Regions from separate parts of the Macaca mulatta genome. Here region 1 is linked to region 2. A link is a contact called in public Hi-C data. All regions are on one chromosome and are shown on one strand. Each heading gives the region's core, a stretch centred on a gene start, on an enhancer-like site or on the middle of the called end of the contact. The rest is flanking DNA. Distances are from core to core; before and after follow the strand shown.

Evidence for each region. A called contact is a pair of places that touch in the nucleus more often than the background predicts.
Region 1: a Hi-C map of liver shows a contact between it and region 2, with 1.8 times the contacts expected there. The contact joins the promoter of MCOLN1 here to the promoter of PEX11G in region 2. A contact is called at or near these places in 2 of 14 Hi-C or Micro-C datasets (cortical neurons and liver).

Annotation. Positions count from the first base shown.
Region 1 is chr19:8,415,934-8,423,737 of T2T-MMU8v2.0, reverse strand. MCOLN1 (mucolipin TRP cation channel 1) reads right to left here and starts at 6,063. Exons shown (of 14, transcript NM_001260540.1): 1 at 5,978-6,063; 2 at 3,581-3,786; 3 at 1,802-1,969; 4 at 1,536-1,701; 5 at 835-943; 6 at 506-602; 7 at 209-308. The coding sequence starts at 6,008. LOC144337053 (a long non-coding RNA gene) reads left to right here and starts at 3,740. Exons shown (of 2, transcript XR_013409676.1): 1 at 3,740-4,676; 2 at 4,842-6,134.
Region 2 is chr19:8,376,321-8,383,598 of T2T-MMU8v2.0, reverse strand. It overlaps PEX11G (peroxisomal biogenesis factor 11 gamma), which reads left to right and starts at 1,500. Exons shown (of 5, transcript XM_015122671.3): 1 at 1,500-1,552; 2 at 4,929-5,117. The coding sequence starts at 5,079. It overlaps SAXO5 (stabilizer of axonemal microtubules 5), which reads right to left and starts at 1,747. Exons shown (of 9, transcript XM_028839561.2): 1 at 1,361-1,747. The coding sequence starts at 1,397.

The sequences.
Region 1 (7,804 bases), core at 4,814-7,313, 36 kb before region 2:
TGCTTGGGGTGAGTCAAGAACCCCGGTCAGCGCTGGTCTGGGGCTTGGAGGATCCCAGGACAGGACAGGGTCCCTGATCTGTACTGATCTGAGGCTCAGAGGATTCCTAGGGAGGTCAGGGCCCCAGGCAGCGCCGCTCTGGGGCTTGGGGAATCCCAGGACAGGCCAGGGCCCCTGGTCAGCGCTGGTCTGGGGCTCAGGGGCTCACCGTGCCGGAAGACACTGGGGTGCTTACACTCCTGGATGTGGGCCTGGGTCTCCAGGCTGATGGGGATCCGCCCACTGTGTGCTTTGTTGTCAAACGTGATCTGTGGGGGCCAGTTGGGGGCAGAGTAAACCTTGGCAGCCCCAAGCCCCAAGGTCCACATGACAGGTGGCCTGACAGACCCCGGGCTCCCTCCCTCATCACCCACACGCTTGCCCTTGGCCAATGCTTCCAAGACACTCCCTGACCAGGTCCCTGCCCTGGAACTCAGGAGCCCTGTGGGTCCCTGGGGGGCCTCACCAGGACGCTGAAGGTATAGCAGTCCGGGATCTCATTATTGATGAGGCTCTGGAGGTTAATGGTCTTCAGTCGGAAGTGGATGGTGACATTGACCAGCCTAGGCAGGAGGCTCGGGTGAGGGGCAAGGGCGTCTTCGGGTCCTTTCCGGCCCCAAGTGCCAGCGCCCCTGCCACGTGCTGACTCTGCAGCTGGTAGGGGAAGTGCTCACCCAGCAGGTGCCAGCGCAGGCGGGGGGCCCTGTCCCACCTTAGGGAAGTAGCTACTAGGGTGAGAGTGCCTAGTGTGCTGCCTCCCCCACCCTGGGCCCCCCTCGAGCCAGCAGGCAGTACTTGTGGAATTTGAGCGTGAGGTTCTTGTAACTGGAGCTGCCTTCCAAGAGGGCGAGATCGTCACTGGGGGACGGAGGGGGCCGCTCGGGGGGATCCACCTGGATGCAGTCTGAGGACAGGGAGTCAGGGAAGGGCCTCAGGGGGCAGGGGAGGCCAGGCTGGTCTCCCCGGAGTCCCCAGTGGCCTGCTTTCCTGTGCTTCCCTAGGGCTGGGTCATTCCTACAGGCCTGACACTCTCTGGGACCACGGCTATTTACTGAATGAACCATATTAAGAAATAACACCTGGTGCTTTCTACGTGGCAAGAGTCACATTCACACTAAGCATACTTTTTTTTTCTCTTTTTTTTTTTTTTTTTTTTGAGACAGGGTCTCACTCTGTCACCCAGTGTGGAGTGCAGTGGCATGATCATAGCTTACTGCAGCCTCAATCTCCCGGACTCGTGATCCTCCTGCCTCAGCCTCCTGAGTAGCTGGGACCACAGGGGCACGCCACCACGCCCGGCTAATTTTTTTGTACGTAGAGACAAGGCTTTCCTACGTTGCCCAGGCTGGTCTCAAACTCCGGGCCTCAAGCAGTCCTCCCTCCTCAGCCTCCCAAAGTGCTGGTATAGGCGTGAGCCACCGTGCCCAGCCACAGCTGTTGATTTTAATCCCAGCAGCTCAGGCCCCAAACAGTGAAGCCCCACCCTGCCCACTCACCAGTAACCACCATTGGATCAATGTCAAATGTGTCGTTGGCCGGGTCCACATGGCCTCGGTGGTAGTACCGCTGGCAGAGAGCAAGCCCTGAGCCATTGGTCCAAGGGTCACCCCCGCCATGGACATACGCATACCGGCCCAGTGACACGTCAGGCAACGCCAGGTACTGTGGGCAGAGAAGGGGAGGGCCTGTGAGTCCGGCCCACTCTCTGCAGCCTGCGCACCTGCACCTGCCCGCCCACCTGCACCTGCCCGCCCACCAGCACCTGGTCCACAGCATGGAAGATGGCCTGGTACAGCTGCTCCTGCGTGTAGGCTGCGAAGGTGTCATCCGCCCCGTCCGAGTAGCCCAGCAGGAAGAGGTGTCGGAAGGCAATGGTGTTCTCTTCCCGGAATGTCACAGCCAGCTGATTACTGAGCCCAAACAGGATGAGCTGGGGAGAGGGTAGCGGAGGTTGGCATGGCTAGGATGGGGATTGGGGGATATCTCCCTTGGGGCATAGGCAGAGGAAGAGGACAGGGAGGGCCCTAGAGATGTCCACTGGTGGGGGCAGGGCCCTGCTAACTTGGGCCACAGACACGGATTTCACTTGTGCATTTCTTTGCTTTAATTTCACCCCAACTCCTGGCATAAGCTCCATGTCACGCCGACCACTGTGTCCTCCCCCATACATCACAGGATGGGCACTCATATATATCACTGCAGGGACTAATGTCCATTAAATGTTTACTGGATGTCGGATTCTGTGTTAAACCCAAACTTTCAGGGTAAGTACCATGACTGGATTCCTTTTCTTTTCTTTCTTTTTTTTTTTTTTTTTTTTTTGAGATGGAGTCTCGCTCTCTCGCCCAGGCTGGAGTGCAGTGGCATGATTTCGGCTTACTGCAAGCTCCGCCTCCCGGGTTCTCACCATTCTCCTGCCTCAGCCTCCCGAGTAGCTGGGACTGCAGGCACCTGCCACCACACCCAGCTTATCTTCTGTATTTTCAGTAGAGGCAGGGTTTCACCGTGTTAGCCAGGATGGTCTCGATCTCCTGACCTCATGATCCGCCCGCCTCAGCCTCCCAAAGTGCTAGGATTACAGGTGTGAGCCACTGTACCCAGCCTTTTCTTTTTTTCTTTTTTTTTTTTTTTTGAGACAGAGTCTCACTCTGTTGCCCAAGCTGGAGTGCTGTGGTATGATCTCAGCTCACTACAACCTTCACCTCCCAGGTTCAAGAAATTCTCCTGTCTCGGCCTCCTGAGTAGCTGAGTTACAGGCACCTGCCATCACACCCAGCTAATTTTTGTATTTGCAGTAGAGACGGGGCTTTGCAATGTTGGCCAGGCTGTCTGAAACTCCTGGCCTCAAATGATCCGTCCACCTCAGCCTCCCAAAGTGCTGGGATTATAGGCATGAGCCACCATGCCTGGCCAATTGGGTCCCTTTTCCGAGGGAAAATTAGAGGCATGGTGACACGCTAAGGTCAGCCCAAGACATGAAGCAAGCACTTAGAGCAGTGGCTGGGTCTGATTCATCTTGGGGCTCCCAGAGCCCAGCACAGGGTCTGGCATGGGGAAGGGAGAGCCAACTGTCTGTGCAGCCAGTGGGTCAACATGGTGTCAGACTGCCTGGGTTCAAATCCCAGCTGCCAATGTTCTGTTGCTGTGTGACTTTGGACAAGTCTCTTAACCTCTCTGAGCCTCAGAGGTAGCTTTTTTTTTTTTTTTTTTTTTTGAGACAGAGTCTTGCTCTGTTGCCCAGGCTGGAGTGCAGTGGCACGATTTCAGCTCACGGCAACCTCCACCTCCCAGTTCAAGCGATTCTCCTGCCTCGGCCTCCCAAGTAGCTGGGATTACAGGCACCTGCCACCATGCATGGCTAATTTTTTTTGTATTTTTAGTAGAGATGGGGTTTCATCATGCTGGCCAGACTGGTCTTGAACTCCCAGCCTCAAGTGATTACCGGCCTCAGCCTCCCAAAGTGCTGCTTTAAGACGCTTCTTCAAGAAGCACAGCAGCCACAGGTGGCCTTCGGCTGGGGCCCCTGCTTGGCTGTCCTCACCTGCACCGTGACCACCAGGATCTTGACCACCTGCAGCATCAGCTTGCAGGGCTTGCGGCCCTTGGCTCGAAACTTGTCGCAGGGACTCATGAAAAAGTATTTGAGACGACGGCGAAGGTCTTCCTCTTCTGGGGGTGTCGGAGGGGCCGGCGAAGGCCCCACCTGGGTCCCATACCCGGGGTTGGGAGTCAGAAGCCGCTCGGTCTCTGTGGGAATAGGAGAGGGTGCTGGGGTGAGGGCTGGGCAACTCCCCTTTTCCCCTTTATCCAACCAGGAAGGCAGCACACACCCTATCTTCATGTCCCCATGCTCCTGCCAAGGAAGAGTTCTGAGAGGTCTAAAGAAAACCAGAAAACCTGCAACGTTGTCTGTATCTATGCACCAGTCCTGCTCAGAGATTATGAGCTGGGGTTCAGGAGGTACAGGGCCTGGGCTGATTCCTGCCCCTCCTGCTCACCAGCTCTCTGAGTCTCAGTTTCCTCATCTGCAAAATGGGGTAGTAATCATGTCTCATGGGAACGCTAAGGACTGGATGCTTATGAAGCATTGATCACAGGGGCCGGTCCATGGTGAACGTCAGAACGTTTCATCAATGTTCTCGTTACTGATCTGTGGGGAGAGAATGAACTGCTCCCACCGGCTTTTCACTGGGCATCCAAGGCTCCTGGGCTCATCCCAGCTCCAGGTTCCGGACATGAGCATAGAACTCAGCCTGTATTCTAGGTTTGTCTGGACAGATACCCAAAAGATGACCTCTGGGTTCATTATAACCTGGCCTATCAGCTGACACTCTCAGAAGCCAAAGACCTGGAGAAGGGGTAATTGACAATGTAAGTAATAATAATGGAACACATTTGCTAAAGACTCATTTTATCTCCCTGAAAAGCACTAGCTCCTGGAAATCATGCAGCCCTAGCATCAAATCCTAGACCTGCCACTTTCCAGTAGGGTGACTCCAGGTACCACCCTGAGCCTCCATCTCCTCATTTGAAGAGTGGAAATTTTATAAAGGCTACCCCTTGGCTGGGCTCAGTGGCTCATCCTGTTATCCCAACGGCTTTGGGAGGCCAAGGTGGGATGATTGCTTGAGCCCAGAGTTTGAGACCAGCCTAGGTTATACAGCGAGACCTCCCTCTCTACAAAAAAAAAAAAAAAAAAAAAAAAATTTAAATAGTCAGGTGTGGTGACAGCTCATGCCCGTAGTTAGTAGCTGGGACTCCTTCTACCTGGGAGGCTGAGTTGGGAGGTCACTTGAACCCAGGAGTTCAATGTTACAATGAGCTAGGATTATGCCACTGCACTACAGCCCGGGTAACAACAAAAAAAAAGTCTCAAAAAAAAGTCCACCCTCCCCCTGAGCCCTGAGGTTGAGATCCTGAAGCTGCTCTGAGAATTCAGTGAGACACAGCAGATAAAGACCTTTCCGCAAACACAAGCTGTTCTAATCACTATTTTATTTTTTTTCCAGCCTAACTGTGAGATCTAAGGTTTCAGCAACTGCTGGAGTCCAAACCGGTCACAGTAGCCCAGAACTCCCTGTCACACCCCCATGGGGATGTGCTTTCTAGGGCCTGGCCCCCTGCCTAGCAAAGCTGTCAGGATAAATGTGTGCACTGTCAGAACCTCCCATGCAGAGAGGGACAAGTTCCCGGCCCCTCCCTTTGTAATGGGATGCTGCTGTGGCTGTTTACCACAAAGTCAGAGAGCAGGGCCCGCCTACAGAGCTGAGATTACAGCTAACCCACCCCAGACCCTACTAGCTGGGACCCCGGGACACCTATCAGGTAGGGGTCCCCAGCTAGCTCCAGAAGGGGAAGCTAACACAAGGGGTCTTCCTCTAGCCTCCCCGAGAAGGGGTGGCATCAGAATTGGCTGGAAGACCGAATTTAAGAAGGCTGCGCTTCCCCAGGTTTGCAAAGCTAAAACTGAGTTAATCTCCTGGGAGTAATCCCTCCAGCTCTCCCCGCTTGAGTTTAGGGTAGCTGAGCATTTGTCTCCTGGAATCGGGAGGGGAAGGCTGGGAGTCTCACGCGCGGGTTGGAGAAGCTGGTGCCCGCTGTCTGAGTTCCAGCCGAAGTTGAGCAATCGGAACCTAGGCTCCCAGTGGAAATCCCAGGAACCTCGCCGCCCCAAAGGGAGAAGCTGGCGGCCCGGCGCGATCGCTGCTTGAGTTTGGGAACCCAGCATAGCCTGGCTTCAGGAGGGAGAATCGGAGAGGCTGGTGCCCACCCGCCGCCCAAGTTCTAGGAGCCGTCTGCCCATTTCTCCACCGTGGGGAGGCTGAAAAGTCAGCGCTGGAGCTTAGAAAAAAAGAGACTGGGAGCTCCGCCGCCCCAGGTCGGAGAAGCAGCCCGCCCGCCTGAGTTCCGGGCCCCACGGTGCCGCCCGCGCCCTCACCTGAGCCGCGCGGACCCGCCGGGTCTGTCATGCTGGGGCGGGTGCGCACGACGCAGGCGGGTACCGCGGGGCAGCCTGGGTCCGATCGCCCGCCGCTGTCACTGCGACCTCGCTCCCTCGCGGCGCGGCTTCAAACCCTCCGGCATCAGCTGATCGGTGCCTCGGTCACGTGACCCCGTAGCCCAGGGCCCCTCACGTGACCGCCTCTGGTCCCGCCCCCTGCGCCACGACAACGCCTGCCGGAACAGCGCGCATGCGTGCCTCGACGGGCGCCCTCTGGGTCGAAGGCAGTCGCCAGGTCCTAGCGCCGACGTGCTCTGGGTGGCGGGGGATGGGCTGACTCTGAGCTTGGCAGCGACGAGCTCCGCCCTGGCTCCCGGCCGTCCCCCGAATCCGGTGCCAGGCTCGTGACTTCCATGTCCAGAGCTTGACCCCTTATCCTCGTTGGTGCCTGGTGATGACCCTGCGTACTCTCTCAACGCTTTCTTTCTCCCAGAAACTCCTTTTACCCTTCTCCTGCGGATCTTCAGCAAACACGATTTCCTAATTATATATCAAATAGAACCACTTATCCCCACCCCTATGGCCCCCAGCCCAGAGTCTTCCAACATTCCTGGCCTGGATCTTTGCAGCAACCTCCTCCCCGATCTCAGCCTCCCTCCACTCCACTCTCGGCCCAGCAGCCACAAGCATCTTCAAAGAATACTGCCTATCCGTCCTGCGAGAACCTGCCCTCGGCTTCCCATTGCTCTGGACTGACAGGCAGAGTCCCCACTCTCGTCTATCAGGGCCCTCTGATTTGGCCCCTACCTCCACCCAAAGCTCATCTTTCTATAGTGCCAGAGCCTTTGCAAACTTTTGCCCTGGAGCGTAATGGTTAAGAATTTGGACTCTGGAGGGCAATTGGGATTTAAATCTAGGCACTGACAAATGCCACTTCTACATCTTCCAAAGTCCCTTCAACTCCAAGCTGAGCGCAGTGGGTGGTGGCATGCACCTGCAATCCCAGCTACTCAGGAGGCTAAGGTGGGAGGATCGCTTGAGCCCAGGAGGTCGAGGTTGCAGTGACTATGACCACACCACTGCACTCCAGCCTGGGCAACAGAGCAAGACTGTCTAAAACAAAACAAAACAAACAAAAAACATATACATATGTGCCTCAATTTTCTCATTTGCAAAATGCGGAGATTCAATCAAAGTCGTCTACCTCCTGGGACTGTTGAGAAGATTAAATGAGAGAATGCAAAAGCTATTGCATAAGGCTGGGCAAACAGTACTGATTATTAAGTTAGTGATTATTGGGATTATAAAATCCTTCATTGAGAAAACTGCCTACCATTTATATCAGAAGTCTTGTTATGCTTCTCCTAGAATATACCATACCCTGTAATTATTTTTTAAGTATTCTGGATTTAATATCTGCGAGCTCCGTGCAGGTCGAGGCCATACTTATCTTGTTCCCTGCTGAGACCCCAGCAATCCAGAGATGTTTGTTGATTGCATAAATGAGCAACCTGTTTTTCTGCTTCCTGCAGAGACCCCAGCAATCCAGAGATGTTTGTTGATTGCGTACATGAGCAGCCTCTTTTTGTCCACTTGTGTGCCTACTGTGTGGGCTTTGAAGAGCAAGGGGTAAGTGAGGGGAACAAAGAGTGGTGACTAGTGGGATGGACCAGGGTGAGGCATTGTGGGTTAAACTGGAAAGTCTAGCTGGTGGGACTCCAGGGCCTAAGAAGGAAGCCAGGACACTGGAGCTCCAGATCGTGGCTGGCCCTGGCCACACTGTCCCATCTCTGGAGCAAGGGGCTGTGCTCAGAAAGAAAGCAC
Region 2 (7,278 bases), core at 251-2,750:
AACACGGTGAAACCCCGTCTCTACTAAAAAAATACAAAAAATTAGCCGGGCGTGGTGGCGGGCGCCTGTAGTCCCAGCTACTCGGGAGGCTGAGGCAGTAGAATGGCGTAAACCCGGGAGGCGGAGCTTGCAGTGAGCTGAGATCCGGCCACTGTACTCCAGCCTGGGTGACAGAGCGAGACTCCGTCTCAAAAAAAAAAAAAAAAAAAAAAAAGAAAGAAAGAAAAAAAAAAAGACGTCTCAGACAAGAGTCTAAAGGTGTCCCTGGTGATAAATCAACCTTTGTCCTTCCCGGTAGAGAGGGGAGGAGGGCACCTTTGTACATTTAGGTCCTGCTTTGAGGCAAATCAGGGAAAAGCAGAGAGCTTTTCCAGTATCAGCTCCATTGATCTCAGCTCAAAATAATCCTATACCAAAGTCGCGTATTTCAGAGTGGCATATGCTGGTCTCCTACGGGGGTCTCTTTTCAGGGTGATAAAAATACTCTGAAACTAGCAAAGGGTGATGGTTGTACAACATGGGCATGTACTAAATGTCATTGAATTGTGCATTTTTATTTTTTTTTATTTATTTATTTTGAGGCAGAGTCTCGCTCTGTCGCCCAGGCTGGAGTGCAGTGGCCCGATCTCGGCTCACTGCAAGCTCCGCCTCCCGAGTTCACGCCATTCTCCTGCCTCAGCCTCCCAAGTAGCTGAGACTACAGGCGCCGGCCACCATGCCTACTTATTTTTTTGTATTTTTAGTAGAGATGGGGTTTCACTGTGTTAGCCAGGATGGTCTAGATCTCCTGACCTCGTGATCCGCCCACCTGGGCCTCCCAAAGTCCTGGGGTTACAGGCGTGAGCCACCGAGCCCGGTCTTATTTTTTATTTATTTTATTTTTTGAGACGGAGTCTCTCTCTCTCCCAGGCTGGAGTGCAATGGCCTGATCTTGGCTCACTGCAACCTCCGCCTCCAGGGTTCAACCGATTCTTCCGCCTCAGCCTCCCAAGTAGCTGGGATTACAGGCGCCGGCCATCATGCCTGGCTAATTTTTTTTTTTTTTTTTTTTTTTTTGTATATTTGTAGGGATGGGGGTTTCACCATCTTGGCCAGGCTGGTCTCGAACTCCTGACCTCAGGTGATCCTCCCAAAGTGCTGGGATTACAGGAGCGAGCCAACGCGCTTGGCCAAACATTGTGCATTTTTAAATGGTTAATTTCATCTTGTGCGAATTTTACCTCAATAACAAACAAAAACGGGTGAAAATGGTATTTGACTTTTTTTCCACGAGATGATACAAGCATATTGCACAAAATTTAACAGCTACAAAATGGCATAAAGGTGAAAATGTAATATTTTCCCCAATCACGCGGGTTACCTTTTCTGGAGAAAGTCCAGTTACAGTTCTTGTGCATTCTAGAACAATTCTATGCATTTCCTTAACGTCGAAAGATGCCTTGTTGTGATATTACAGCAGTCATTCCTGCTCACCACAAGCAAGCAGACAGTGCAGAAAAGGTGAAGCACAAAAATTAAAAAGGAAAATCTCTCCTTGAGCCATTGCTAACAGGTTGGTGGTTTTGCTTGGAGTATTTTGGGAGCGTGTGGGTAGCTGGTTAAACTTGGAAATATACTTTTTTGTGCGTGGGTAGTTGGCCAAACCGCCGTGGGGCCGAATGCAGCAAGCTCCGAGGATCATCCGGGGTCTGCAGGCTTGGAAAGCACACACGTGTCGTCCCCACCTCTGCAAACTCTGTCCCTCCCCTACAGCGGACAAGAAGCCGGACCGGGGACAAAGGCCTGCGACCGCGCCTGCGCGCAGGCCTTTGGGGCGCTCCCGGGACCCCGGCCTGGCCCCGCCCCCTGGTGCGACGCGCCGACGTCGCGGTGACGTCACGGAGTTGCCATGGCGTCGCTGAGCGGCCTGGCGTCGGCGCTGGAGTCGTACAGGGGCCGGGACCGCCTGGTGAGGAAGGGGCGGACCGGGGCCGGAGGGCCTAGAGTTTGGCCCAAGCTCAGAGACGGGGAAACAGGCCAGAGAGGGGAAAGAGTCGCCCAAGATACTCCGTCGCAGAAGCCGCGTCCGAGCTAGGCTCAAACGCGGTGACCTAGCATTGGACATTTATTTATTTATTTAGGCTGGAGTGCAGTGACCGGATCTCAGCTCACTGCAGCCTCCGCCTCCCGGGTTCAAGCGATTCTCCTGCCTCAGTCCCCCGAGTAGCTGGGACTACAGGCGCCCTCCACCACGCCCTGCTAATTTTTTGTAATTTTAGTAGAGACGGGGGTTTCACCGTGTTAGCCAGGATGGTCTCGATCTCCTCACCTCAAGTGATCCTCCTGCCTCGGCCTCCCAAAGTGCTGGGATTACAGGCGTGAGCCACCGCGCCCGGCCAACGTTGGACATTAAGATCATTTCTGTCAACCCAGCCTGGCCGGACATTGACACACTGGCCAGATTCTCGTGTTTGGACGTTTTGGATCTGACCAGACCACTGAAGTCAGTCCCTGCGTTGTCCTGAACAATCTCATGTTGGGATTTGGGGTGTTGCAGGGCTCCCCTGTGGCTGGACATTCATTTCCAACCAGATCACCTATAGGTGGGCATTTAGGTTTTTTCAGCCAGCGTAGACCAAAGAACCCACCGTGTCCTGGACCCTGCCATGCCTAAGCAGTGATGGATTCCAACAAAACCCCAGTTGGTCATTTAGATCGTTTGCACCAACCCAGCCTAGCTGGACGTTTACATACCAAACAGATTCCCATGTTTGGACATTTAGGATCTGACCAGGCCACTGTAGTTGATCGCTGGATTGTCCCAAACAATCTCATGTGGGGATTTAGGATATTGTAAGACTCTCCCTATGGCTAGACAGTTTTAAGTTCCAATCAAGTCCCATATGGTTGAGCATTTAGGTTATGCCATCCATGCCCCTGAGTCTGGACTCTTAGCTTGTCCCCACTGGTCTCTTATAGGTAGACATTTAGATTGTACTAGGGGGTGTACTGGTGGCTAGGCATTTAGATTCCATTCAAATCTCTTATGACTCGGTGTGGCGGGGGAGGGCGGGGGGGGTTAACAAATCTCCCCCAAGTTAGACATTCAAATTGCAGTGTTTTGCCGTTATAATGGGCCGGAAAGGAATTACAAGTAAAAATAAAACAACAGGAACAAGCAATTTCTGAAAAGCAGGTAAAATAAAGATATAAGGGAGGCCGGGCATGATGGCTCACGCCTGTAATCCTAGCACTTTGGGAGGCTGAGGTGGGTGGATTGCCTGAGCTCAGGAGTTTGAGACCAGCCTGGACAACGTCTGTACTAAAATACAAAAATTAGCCAGGTGTAGGCCGGGCACGGTGGCTCATGCCTGTAATCCCAGCACTTTTGGAAGCCGAGGCGGGTGGATCATGAGGTTGGGAGATCGAGACCATCTTGGCTAACATGGTGAAACCCTGTCTCTACTAAAAATACAAAAAATTAGCCGGGCGTGGTGGCGGCCACCTGTAGTCCCAGCTACTCAGGAGGCTGAGGCAGGAGAATGGCGTGAACCTGGGAGGTGGAGCTTGCAGTGAGCCAAGATGGCGCGACTGCACTCCAGCCTGGGCGACAGAGCTAAACTCCGTCTCAAAAAAAAAAAAAAAAGAAAAAAGCCGGGTGTGATGGTGGGTACCTGTAGTCCTAGCTACCCGGGAGGCTGAGGCAGGAGAATTGCTTGAACCTGGGAGGCAGAGGTTGCAGTGAGCTCATACCTCTGCACTCCAGCCTGGGGAACAGAGCGACACTCTGTCTCCAAAAAAAAAAAAAAAAAAAAAAAAAAGAAAGATATAAGAGTAGTGAAGATGACTTACTTCACAAGGCTCCAAATCACCTACTGAGTAGGTTCTTTCTCTCTAAAGTAATTCAACCAAATTATCCTATTGTTCACTGGGTTGAAACCTGTTCACCTGCGCCCAGCGTTCAGCACAGCCAAAGTCTTTGGTCCAGGCAGGTAAATGTAAATATACACTTTAGCTGCAGCTTCCTGCCACCTGGGAAAAGAAGGACCTGGGAGGTGGGAAGTAAGGAGTTTTGTTTTCTTTGTTCCTGTCACATCTGTCCCCAAAGGCTGTGCCCTTCAGTTACATGAGCAGGCACTCCCCACAGTACCTTTGGATAATTATGTTTCTTCATTTGTCCCACCTACAAGTATGTTTTTAAACTTTCAGCTTTTTTTTTTTTTTTTTTTTTTTTTGAGACTAGGTCTCGCTCTGTCACCCAGGCTGGAGTGCAGTAGCACGATTAAAGCTTGCTGCAGTCTGGAACTCCTGGGCTCAAGTGATCCTCCAGCATCAGCCTCCCAAGTAGCCACCATGCCCTGTTAACTTAAAAAAATTTTAGTAGAGACAGGGCCTTGCTATGTTGCCCAGGCTGGTCTCAAACTCCTGGTCTGAAGGCATCGTCTCACCTCTGTCTCTCAAAGTGCTGGGGTTACAGGCGTGAGCCACTGTCCCCGACCTACACTTTCAGCTTTTACTGTCACTTTGTGGATTTAGAAGTTTCCAGACCCTTGGGTCAGGCACCGTGTCTCATGCCTGTAATTCCCACACTTTGGGAGGCTAAGGCAGGTGGATCACTTGAGGTCATGAGTTTGAGACCTGCCTAGCCAACATGGCAAAACCCTGTCTTTACAAAAAATACAAAAATTAGCGGAGTGTGGTGGTGGGCGTCTGTAATCCCAGCTACTTAGGAGACCAAGGCACAAGACTCACTTGAACATGGGAGGTGGAGGCGGCAGTGAGCCAAGATGGCGCCACTGCACTCCAGTCTGGACGTCAGAGTGAGAGACTCTGTTTCAAAAAGAATCTTCCACAGTGTCAATCCAGTGGGGCCCCGGCCAGGTCGGGGGAGATGCAGCTCAGTTCTGCAGAACAGGAGGGCCACGCTGACTGCTTCTGGTTTCCCACAGATCCGAGTGCTGGGGTACTGCTGCCAGCTGGTTGGTGGGGTCCTGGTTGAACAATGTCCCACCAGGTCCGAAGTGGGGACACGTCTCTTGGTGGTGTCCACCCAACTCAGCCACTGCAGGACCATCTTGCGACTCTTTGATGACCTGTCCATGTTTGTCTACACTAAGCAATACGGCCTGGGGGCACAGGTAACAGGGTTTGTGGGGCTCTAGGGAATACGGCGTGGATCTGAGTGGACATTTAAAAAAACTTTTTTGGCCCCTCACGGTGGCTCATGCCTACAATCCCAGCACTTTGGGAGGCCAAGGTGGGCAGATCACGAGGTCAGGAGTTTGAGACCAGCCAGGCCAACACGGTAAAACCCTGTCTCTACTAATAATACAAAAATTAGCCGGGCGTGGTGGCACACGCCTGTAGTTCCAGCTACTTGGGAGGCTGAAGCAGGAGAATCGCTTGAATCTGGGAGGTGGAGGTTGCCATGAGCCAAGATGGCACCACTGCACTCCAGCCTGGGTAATGGAGTGACTCCATCTCAAACAAAAAAAAGAAAATTTTTTTTTTAGAAACAGGGTCTTGCTCTGTCATCCAGGCTGGAGTGCAGTGGCAAGATCATAGCTCACTGCAGCCTTGAACTCCTAGGCTCAGGTGGTCCTCCTGCCTCAGCCTCCCTGAGTGCTGGGATGACAGGCGTGAGCCACCATGAGCGTTTTATAGTCTTGTCCCAAAGTGCTCCCTGCGTGGGTAAGTTTATTACTTTTAAAAATTTCACTTTCTTCTTTGAGAGGATCAGATGTTCTCGTTATGATTTCAATTTTTAAAAATAGCAAACATGTTCACACGTTCCAAAGGGGGATATAATTTAAAAAACCTCCCTCCTTCCTGATCTTCCAGGCCTCCAATTTTTCCCCACAGAGGCACCCACCATGGTCAGCTTCTTTTTTTTTTTTTTGAGACAAGGTCTCACTCTGTCACCCAGGCTGGAGTGCAGTGGCGTGATCTCGGCCCACTGCAACCTCTACCTCCGGTGGCAATGATTTTTCTGCCTCAGCCCCTCACGTAGCTAGGATTACAGGCACCCCCATCATGCCTGGCTAATTTTTGTATTTTTAGTAGAGATGGGGTTTTGCCATGTTGGCCAGGCTGGTCTCGAACCCGTGACCTCAAGTGATCCACCTGCCTTGGCTTTCCAAACTGCTGGGATTACAGGTGTGAGCCACCGTGCCTGGTCCTGTGGTCAGCTTCTTGTGTCTCCTTTGTGAGATTTCCTGTACTTGCATAGGCAGATACATATGGTTTACATAAATAGTGCTTTTTTCATTTAACAGTACAACTCGGGCATCATTTCTTTATCTTTCTTTTTTTCTTGGAGACAGGGTCTCACTCGGTCACCCAGGCTGGAGTACAGTGGCGTGATCATGGCTCACTGAAGCCTTGACTTCCCGGGCTCAGGTGATCCTCCTACCTCAGCCTCCCAAATAGCTGGGACTACAGGTGCACCACCACACCTGGTTAATTTTTTGCATCTTTTGTAGAGACAGGGTTTTGCCGTGTTGCCCAGGCTGGCCTTGAACTCCTGGGCTCAAGTAATCCACCTGCCTCGACCTCCCAAAGTGCTGGGATGACAGGCGTAAGCCACCGTGCCCGGCCACAGATCATTTTTTATCAGTCTAGAAAGAGCTCCGTTCTCAGGACCACATAGTGCTCTGCTATACAGATTCAGATTTATTTAACCGGCCTCCGGCTGACGCACAGGGCAATGATTTCTAAGGTTTTGCTATTGCGACAGTGTGCAGAGAGTAGCCTTGTCCCTGCGGTGTCCCACAGGCGTGCCAGCCTATCTAGAGGGCCATCTGGCCCCCCAGGGGATGATCTCAAGAGGGTGCATGGGCCAGCCTCTCAGGGTCATGCCCCTCCCTGGGCTGCCCTGTCTGTTCTCTCTGTCCTCCCGGGGATCACCCCGCTGAGCCACTTGCTACTCAGATGCTCCCCGCCCCGAACCCCCAAGCCCACCCCGTTCAGCTCCACGTGTCCTTGGCCCGATCATCCCACATCACCAGTGTTGCTCTGGGCCGCTTCCTGTTTTGACACCTGTGGCGTCCTCCTCCTCCGTGTCTGATCAGGACAAAGCTCTGGTGCATCCCTGATACCCCTCCCTCCTCTGTCTTGTCTGTGGAAGAGCCCTCAGGCAAGGGGTGGGGGCCCTTGCACCTCGAGTGTCCCTTGGCCAGAACAAGAGCCCCCTTTGTTGGGTTTCCGGTTTATATGTCTGCGTTCCTCCCTGCCCTGGTGAGCCTCTGCCCCTCCCCAGCGTCTAGCCTGGACCCCGCGGCTTCTCAGGAAACCCGGGTG